2 separate regions of the Zea mays genome follow, and region 1 is linked to region 2. The links are chromatin contacts, called in public Hi-C maps. All regions are on one chromosome and are shown on one strand. Each heading gives the region's core, a stretch centred on a gene start, on an enhancer-like site or on the middle of the called end of the contact. The rest is flanking DNA. Distances are from core to core; before and after follow the strand shown.

What was found. A called contact is a pair of places that touch in the nucleus more often than the background predicts.
Region 1: a contact with region 2 is called in a Hi-C map of tassel, with 3 times the contacts expected there. The contact joins the promoter of LOC100277560 here to the promoter of LOC100381743 in region 2. A contact is called at or near these places in 3 of 25 Hi-C or Micro-C datasets (bundle sheath, ear and tassel).

Annotation. Positions count from the first base shown.
Region 1 is chr1:262,169,216-262,173,946 of Zm-B73-REFERENCE-NAM-5.0, forward strand. It overlaps LOC100277560, which reads left to right and starts at 2,909. Exons shown (of 4, transcript NM_001151084.1): 1 at 2,909-3,209; 2 at 4,282-4,435. The coding sequence starts at 4,360.
Region 2 is chr1:261,780,514-261,785,140 of Zm-B73-REFERENCE-NAM-5.0, forward strand. LOC100381743 (putative anion transporter 5) reads left to right here and starts at 2,254. Exons shown (of 3, transcript NM_001174548.1): 1 at 2,254-2,534; 2 at 2,678-2,822; 3 at 3,227-4,627. The coding sequence starts at 3,471.

The DNA.
Region 1 (4,731 bases), core at 1,659-4,158, 390 kb after region 2:
GATGCAGAAGTCTTCCTGAGGTGCCAGCCGAGCCATCTCTTTGACGTGCGCTACAGTCGGGCGGAGTTGCTGTCTACGGGATTCATGACGTAGTCGGTGGCCGAGGCCGAGCTCGGGCGAGGCAGAGAATTTTCCCGATGACTGAGCTTGGGTCGGGCGAGGCAGAGAGATTACACCCGAAGGCTCGTCCGCTTGGCTTGTTGTATTAGGTGTCCCATCGAAGGGTGCCAGCCGGCATGCGCGCATTGTTTGGCACAGGCGTAATCATATCGTTGCGCTTAGACGTGATCGTTGTCTTGTCCACCACTGTGCTCTACTGCCACAGCGCGGGTTGGCACACGCATTAAATGCGCCTGTCCCCTGCCTGTTTTCGAGCGCCCTTGTCCTATTTGCTCGAGGCCGGCTCGGGTGAGACGGACTGGGCTGAGGCGACCTCGGGCGAGGCGGAGTGAGTGGTGTCGACTCCGGGCGAGGCGGAGCTCCGCTCGAGGTGAGAGACCCTCGGGGGGACATCTCGTCTTTTTATAGGTGGCTCGGCTGTCACCCCTCGGGAGTTTAGTCCTTATGTCTCTGAGTGCGTTTGTTAGGGGGTAATTTGGGTGTCCATAATTATCGCCCCCGACAGGTGGGTTGTAGGGGGAAATATAGGGGCAACCGAGAGGTCCAAATATAGATATAGAGGGAGGAATCTACACTATAGCGGAATTTAGAGGAATCGCCGTGGACAACCTCAACTTTTCTCCTCTGAACCCACACCATAACAACACATAGTGCGTCCTGGCCCTAGCATGGAAATGCAGATGCATTTACTTTCATGTCTCATTTGTTACCTTCTGAATTTTGATGCCTTCATCGAGGTTGTTTCACTGTTTGGCATGTACGCTTATATAATGCAATATCATGTACCTAGATTGTTTTGATTGACATTTAGACAGTTGTATTCTAGGAGTTTTTCCTCCTTGCAAACGAATGAGACATGAAAGTAAGATATTTGATGTGGACTTCAACCGAAAGTGACATTTTTTGGTCTCTTTGTTTCTATGCAAACGAATGGTCTTAGTTTTCTGCTTGTGGTTTTTGGTAGGTTAATAAGAATGGTGCCTGTCAGTTTACTGTCATGTATCACATTTTAGACACAATGCAAAGTTTTCATCACTAAGCTGACTGAATATCTCGAGTCGTCCTGCATACCGGCACATAATAAATGAAGTGATTTCTAGATTCCTCTCGTTTCAAACTTAGCTAAACATTTAGTTCTCGATGGAGTTGTGGAGGCATATATAATTGTTAGTTAGTTGGTTCTGATTCTCTTCTAAATTCCTTAACTAACTGCATCATGTTTACAAAAATAATTAGGCCCCGATTCACAGTAAAATAGCCAACAACCCTACATTACTATATTGTTTGACATCCTAATTGTGGGGACATAGGATTAGACCAAATCCACAAGTCTGGGGGTAGAACTCTATAGTCTATAAACTGAACAATTGATTTTTTTGAAGTTTGTGGTTGTTTGTTATAAACTAAGATGTTTTTCAACAATGCTCTTTCTTTTACCAATGTAATTGCTACTCCTTTTTGCAGGAAAAGGAATATGCTTTGAGATCTTTCAAGAGTGGGCAAACTACTATTTTTGGTCATTCCTCTAAAGTTGTGGAGATGCACTGGTGGACACTGGAGATTGTGGTGTAGGCCATGACACGCGTGCACGGGCGCCGGCACATGTCTTCGTGTCTTAGTCATTCTGAGTCGGACGATCATTGCCATTTGTGATGTGCACGAAGATGCATTGTGGTGTCTCGCTATATAATTGGTATGGATAGAGTATGTTTTTGCTATGTCTGTATTTGTATATCATATGTGTTCTAAATGTTGTATGATACTAGATAATAAAGGGGTGGTGTTCCTTCAATAAGAATCTCTTCTCTAAACAATAAATGTTCTCAATAGGAATCTCTCTTTATTTCGATCTTGTATTATCAGCTTAGGATTTGTCTATTTCGATTAATAGTAACAGTAAGCCAAATAGGTATTAAGATATTTATTCAAATATAATTATTGTTTATTTCTAAACACTAAGGTACGTGTGGTTTGATGGTTAGCACCAAATTTCCGGAGCTAGGGTGTGGGTTTGAGTGTTTGCTTTGTACTTTTTTTGTGTGGTGTGGTAGCTGCGTGGGTGGGGTCGGATGCTGAGCAGACGCAGTAGCTGACTGTGTGGGTGCTGGGATCCATAGGGCAGTACCTGAGAGAAGGGCGGGAGAACCAGTTAGAGAGCGTGGAAACGGGTCTACAATGTCAGCGTGTCCACATGGTAGTAGCCCAGAGTGTCCACATTAGATTCTTAATTGACTAGTATAGATAAATAGTTATTGGGATATTTATTTAAATATAATTATTATTTATTTGTAAACATTAAGGTATGTGTGGTATGGTGGTTACCCTCAAATGTTTAGAGCAAGCGGGTGTGGATTCGAGTGCTCGGTTTGCATTATCACGTTTATAATTCGAGTGCTCGTTTCACATTTATAAATTAATGTTATATATACGTTTGAATCATGATATAACGGATTATGAGTCTCGCTTGCTTGCATGTTGTACATAAGATCTGATTACACAGTAGTCGTTGTGATTGGACACAATGAATATTTAGTTTAAGTTAGTTTTTTTCAATAACGATAGAAATAAAAATTAGAAACATTTATAAACGTAATATCCAGTTATTCAAACTTTTTCATGTTAGTAGCTTTTTTATATAGTTTTGTTAAATCGTTTGATCTTTTGAAAATGGAGAATTGTTGTTTTTTTATGGAAGGGGTATTTCTTATCACTCATAATTTTCTCTCTCTGTAACAGTAACTTTAATATGGCCGTTCCATACGCTCGGCTCCATACGCTCCCTGCCTCCCTGGCCCGCATCCAATCGATCTGGTCCCACTGCGCAGTACTTATAAAACCTTTCTCCTCTGAAGCTGCTCTTCTGGCCTTCTTCCCGACCGAGAGGCGAGAGCCCAAACCCGCGCAGTCAAGATTTCTCGTCGTCGTCGGCAATCGGCAGCGTCAAGACAAGAACTCGAACCCCTTCGCCGCTTCCCCTCTCTTCCTGTTGCTCCCCGCCGCGCCGTCGTACGATCTCCTGATCCGCCGGGCGCTCACGTCGACCACATTTGCGCCCGCCACCGTGCACCGCTGCCTCCAGAGCGTCTCAGGTTTGGCCTCAAGCCCCGCTCCGCCCGTGCAGAAATTTTGTGTTTCTTGGTTCTTCATTTCTTGGATGGTGACTCCAGCGTTCTTGTTCCTCACTTCCTTGCTTTGGGGTTTCATCGAATTGGCTAGCGGAGTATGGCAGGCATTTTGTTCTTGGTCTCCCAAATCCCAATGGCGGATCGCTAGGGTTCTCGCACTGTTTATTTGGGCATTCTTTCTTGGTCAATGGTGTTTAGACTCCACGGACCGTATAGATGGTATATATTGTTGGTTCTTGGTTAATTTCTGAAAAAACAAAAGGTTCGGCTTTTCTTGCTTTTAGTGTTGAATCGCTCGATAACAACGAATGTGATTCTCTTTTCCTCAGATAGATCAGTATTTTTTATCCCTTTGTGACAATGTCAATCCATCCTAGACAAAGGCGTGAGTTCTTCGCGCCTCTCCCAAAAGGCATTTATCTGGTCAACATTCGTTTCCCCTGCTCGGTTTGAACACCAAGCGGATGTCTCGTAGTTCGTTCCTAAATATGCACAATGGTCAATGGATTATGTTGATTTTTTTATCCTTCTTAGTCAACTCCTCACTTTGGTTAGGATTCGGAGCTTTTGAGTTCGTGTTAAGCCTCGACTATGAAACATAAATACTTCTTCCACTTTTGGCTTGCTCAGTCTAGATGGAAGTTATGACATTAATTGGATGGAACTCTCCGAGTTCAGTGCTGTTGGTTGTTATTGCACCATTCCCCAGTTATTGCTTGTTAGGTAAATTCATAGTGTTGGCCAGGTTCACCAGGTAGCTGCTTGCATCAGAATTTCGTTTTACTGTTAGACAAAGGTCTGGTCAATTCTTGATCGTTGTCAAGTATGTCTGTTACCGAATTTTGGCAATGCTGATTATTCACTATGCAAAAAATTGGCACCTCTGAACTCTGATGTTTCTGGCTTCATGAAATTTCCAGCATAGAGCTCAGATACAGCCAATTTTAAGTTTTTTATTATTTTACAAGAATTGTCAAGAACTTTTTTTGTTGCCGGAATGTTTGGGTAAGATACCCTTATTATCTTACTATTGCAGCTGCCAAATCTTCAGTGACATATTTGTTACTACCTGCTAGACTCCAAGAAAGGGTTGGTTCTTTCAGTGTGGTTTCCAATGGAGAAAAAGGGGCCTCAGGCCCTCACAGCAACTGAGCTGAATGCTGCCGTGTACAGATACCTCCAGGAATCAGGTTTCAGAACCATAATCTAACCCTGTCACAATTCGGTTAGATATTAGCATTACATGTTTGTCGGTTCTTTCTTGGGGAAATTATGATCATTGTGTTGTTAGGGGTCTACGTAATGACCAGAATTAGTGTTGGTTTGCTAAGTTCGATTGAAAATCTGGAAGATTTATGTCTAGAGAGAACAAAAAAAAGGAGATGAAGGGAGGCAGCAGGAACAGATTTTATGAAAACACCTCTTACCATTGTTCCATAAATTTCGGTTGATTCTTGGATCGGGTAAGGGTCTTGGGGTCATTTAT
Region 2 (4,627 bases), core at 1,004-3,503:
CACAACAAATTAGGGAAACCTATGAGATGAGGGTGAGTTTTTTAGTCTTCCATTCGACGCAACTGGTATGCCCACAAACTGCCTTTTGGTATACACGAATTTCAGGTTGCTAAAATTGTCTTGCTGTTTCAGTTCCTACATGCTAGAACGATTCAATTGCATGTAGCAGAGGAGCTGAGAAGCAGAGAGGCAGGCAGCAAGCAACCTAATGTTATCTGAATGGAAAAGCAGTGTGTGCAAATTGCAACCAAAAACAGTTTCTTGGATTGAAGAGAGGAAAAGGAGATTGCACAGAACAAAACAGAGCAATAAGGGTGAGAGTGGGAACTGAACTCTGCTGCTAGCACACATAATTCACATAGCTCAGCTGGGAACAAAAAAAGACAATCAAATGCAGTAGTAGTAGATCAGTAAGTTGTAGGATGTGGAGCAGACACGGATGAGTCCAGCAGTGTACAACAATGGAGGGGCGCACGAAGAAAGCTAACAGTAAAAAAAGATATCTCTGGTCTGAGAAAGCGTGTTGGAAAAATAGTTAGTACCTGTGAGAACTGAGAAGCGGCAATATGAAAGCTGAGGTAGCACGAAGAGGGAGGCAGTGAAGCGGGGAGCCTAGCCGCCTGTGACAGTGTCGCAACAAAGATGACGCGCCATCTAGGCTTTCTTTTCTTTTTCCAAATGTGAAGCTTGGAACATTGCCATTGTTTTGAGAAAGAAAAAAAATGAGTCATTATATATGGAGAGCAATAGAGTTTCTGTTTTTGGAGAACTAATTCATTTTATATGGGTGAAATATAGAACACTATAGTAGCAAGATTGTAAAATACATGACATTGCAACAAAAGTATTTTAGTGACAATAATTGGTGTTATTTTACTAAGTGAATCTAGACAAATTTAATAGCCAAAAAGAAATGGATTAGTATATGAAGTTACAGAATAAATATGTAGGGTGCCAGATAACTGAATTTCATATTAGAATAGCAGTAAATAAAAAACATTGTCAATCATACTCAGATATGTAAGATATCTGTAAAAGTATTTTAGTGACAATAATTGGTGTTACTTTACTCACTGAATCTAGACAAATTTAATAGCCAAAAAAAAGAAATGGATTTGCATATGGAGTTATAGAAAAAAATCTGTAGGGTACCAGTTAATAGCTAGCAGGTAGAGGTTCCAGTATTGCCTCCGCATCTAGCAGCTCGTAGACTAATCCCAGTCCTAATCAAGAACACAAGCCCCAAACTATGTAGGGTGCCAGATAACTGAATTTCATATTATAATAGCAGTAAATAAAAAACGTTGTCAATCATACTCAGATATATAAGATATCTGTAAAAGTATTTTAGTGACAATAATTGATGTTACTTTACTCACTGAATCTAGACAAATTTAATAGCCAAAAAAAGAAATGGATTTGCATATGGAGTCATAGAAAAAAATCTGTAGGGTACCAGTTAATAGCTAGCAGGTAGAGGTCCTAGTATTGCCTCCGCATCTAGCAGCTCGTAGACTAATCCCAGTCCTAATCAAGAACACAAGCCCCAAACTAACCTAATCCGAGAGCAGAAGCAAAGTACTGACTGATGATGCTCCTTACCTGGTGGTCTCAGTGTGGGAACGACGCAACCTTCTCTGCTCTGAAATCTTGGGGAGAGAATACTTCCGAAGAGGATGGAGTTGCGATTTGGCTATGTGGAATGGAGAGGATGAGAGATCTGCGTCAACACCACAGGAGATGGGGATGCAACGTTTAGCCAGCTAGGAGAGGAGAGGAATTGTGCGCAAGGTCAAGCTCCTGCAAGCTTCGTGGGAAAGAGTGTGTGGAAGGATTCGGTTAATGGAAGCTTCACGGGACAGAGGGGTGAAAGGTTTCACGGACCATCGGTGCTCGATTGGACGACTGAAAAATAAAGGATGACGTGGACAGTCTAGTTCGGCTCGTTTCCGTTCGGCTTTAAATATAAGGGCTTTAAATATAAGGAAAGGAAATGATCTAATAGTTTGAAAGGAACTTTTAAGATAGTATCATAATACGTATCTTTTTATTTATTTTTTGCTTGATATAAATAAATTTAGATGTATCATAAGTGTTTATATTAATAATTTTCTATCTAAAGCCGGAACTCAGGTTTCCATTATGAAAAAAATTAATAATTTTCTATATAAAAGTTTTCTAAGGATCTTTATTTTAAATCTGATTTCGGATCTAATATCAGGACCGCCGCTGCTCGCCTGCTCCGAAGCTGAAGTTGTTGCGAAACGGTGCCGCTTCGAGCCAGGTGCGGGAGGGACCGAGGGAGGCGGAGCAAGTGGGAGCTCTGGAGCTGGAGCGGGTGGAAGTGGGCTGGGACTGGGAGCCCTAGCAAAGGGCCATCGCATCCCCTCTTGCATACTCTCTCTCTCTCTCTCGTGATTCTCCCGTGCCCCGGTCTCTCTGTCTCTAGTGGCGACGACTGCGCTGCGCCGCCGCCCTACGCAGGTGCCCAAGTGTCTATCTTCGGGACTGCGCCGGCGACGAGCACCCACCAGGTACGCTCACCCCTTCTCGTCCGTTCTGCTGTTCGAAACCGAGCGCTTATACCCTAGCCGGAGCTATTTGTATTCGGATCTGATCTGATCCAATTACAAGTATGTTATGCCTATAAACTTCGTTTTTTTTTCTTTTTTTGCAGAAATTGTTGGACCTGGGTCTGCCCCTGGACTCGAGCTTGGGGCCAAGCTAATTCGAGCTCTGAGCATTTGATTTCTAGCATCTTACATGCAAAAAGCTAGTACTTGGAATCCGAGCAAGATCTAACCCAGACAGTGCAGTGGCAGGTCATTTTCTCTGGCCAAGTTTTGTAATATCTTATAGCAAAAGCTTGCTTTTCACTGCTTGGATTTTAGCAAGATCTGGCTCCCAAAGTGTAGTCTTGTAGACTGGCTTGTTCTGTCGTTTTCCAGGAGCAGCATTTATTTTCCCTCGAGAAGCCAAAATCCAAGTTTACTTATGCAAGTCTTGTTGTTTCCTACCTAGAATCTTTGGGTTGTAGATGTTGTGACACGTTTTATGCCCTTCAGATCACCCTTTTTTATATTATAAAAAAATATTTCAAGCATGCTCAAATCTTGTGTATAATTTCAGCTATTCTTTTAGTTGGTCAGCTAAATCGAAGTATGATCATTTGGAGTTCTTGATGTTTCTAAATTTTGCTCCTTTTTTTTGTTTTGTTTTTGGGCAGGTCTTTTCAGTTCAGCGCAGCATATCAAGATTGTCTCTGTTAATTTGTGTATGAGATCAGTTAACTGATAAGGATATGTAAAGAACCAATGATCAGTAATTTTTACACTCCAGATTGTAGTATCCTCTAAGATGGACGGAAGAGAATCAGTCTTATGGTAAATCCTGGTGAATATTCATGGGAGGTCAGCAAGTTCTGGCCTGACTAAGTCTGGTAAAAAAAGTTGCTTCATCTCAGATCATCAATGGTGAGAATGAGGTTCCCGAAACGTTATCTCATAGTATTGCTGACATTCATCTGCACAAATGTTTGCTACATTGAGCGCGTGGGTTTCTCGATTGCTTACACTGTTGCAGCCGATGCCATTGGTGTGAATCAGGCCAACAAGGGCATGATACTCTCTATGTTCTATTATGGTTATGTTTTATCACAGATTCCTGGTGGATGGGCAGCACAGAGAATAGGAGGCAGACGTGTTCTGCTACTGTCATTTGTATTGTGGTCTATGATATGTGGTTTAATCCCACTCGACCCCAACAGAGTAACCATTCTGGTCCTTTCTCGCCTATTTGTCGGTGTAGCACAAGGTTTCATATTCCCTGCCATTCACACTGTTCTGGCGCAGTGGGTGCCACCGCAGGAGCGCTCTCGCTCGGTATCTCTCACTACCTCGGGGATGTATCTTGGTGCAGCTGGTGGCATGCTTTTCTTCCCAAGTCTGGTGAAGCACACGGGACCCCAGTCAGTTTTCTTTGTCGAAGCAGTGCTGGGAGTAGCATGGTCTGTCATATGGTTGAAATTTTCCAGCGACCCACCTCGTACCGATCTTCCAAAGGTATCGATGCCGAAAGTGGCATCTCGGGACATGATTAAGGCACAAGCAGGAGGGGTTGTTGCACCTCGCACAGTAAAGATCCCGTGGCGAAGGATAATATTCAGTCTACCTGTTTGGGCAATCGTTGTAAACAACTTCACCTTCCACTATGCCCTGTATGTTCTTATGAACTGGCTCCCTACCTATTTTGAGCTTGGCCTCAAGCTTAGCCTCCAGGACATGGGTTCCTCAAAGATGCTCCCTTATTTCAACATGTTCATTTTCTCCAACATCGGTGGTGTGATCGCCGATCACTTGATTACAAGGAGGATTCTGTCTGTTACCAAGACGAGGAAGCTTCTGAACACCATCGGATTCATCGTCTCAGCATTTGCACTCATGGCCCTTCCTTTATTCAGCACACCCTCAGGCACTGTAACGTGTTCGGCGATATCCCTCGGTTTTCTTGCCCTGGGAAGAGCAGGGTTTGCCGTAAACCACATGGATGTTGCTCCGAAGTTTGCAGGGATAGTGATGGGCGTCTCTAACACGGCGGGGACACTGGCTGGGATTATTGGCGTCGGCCT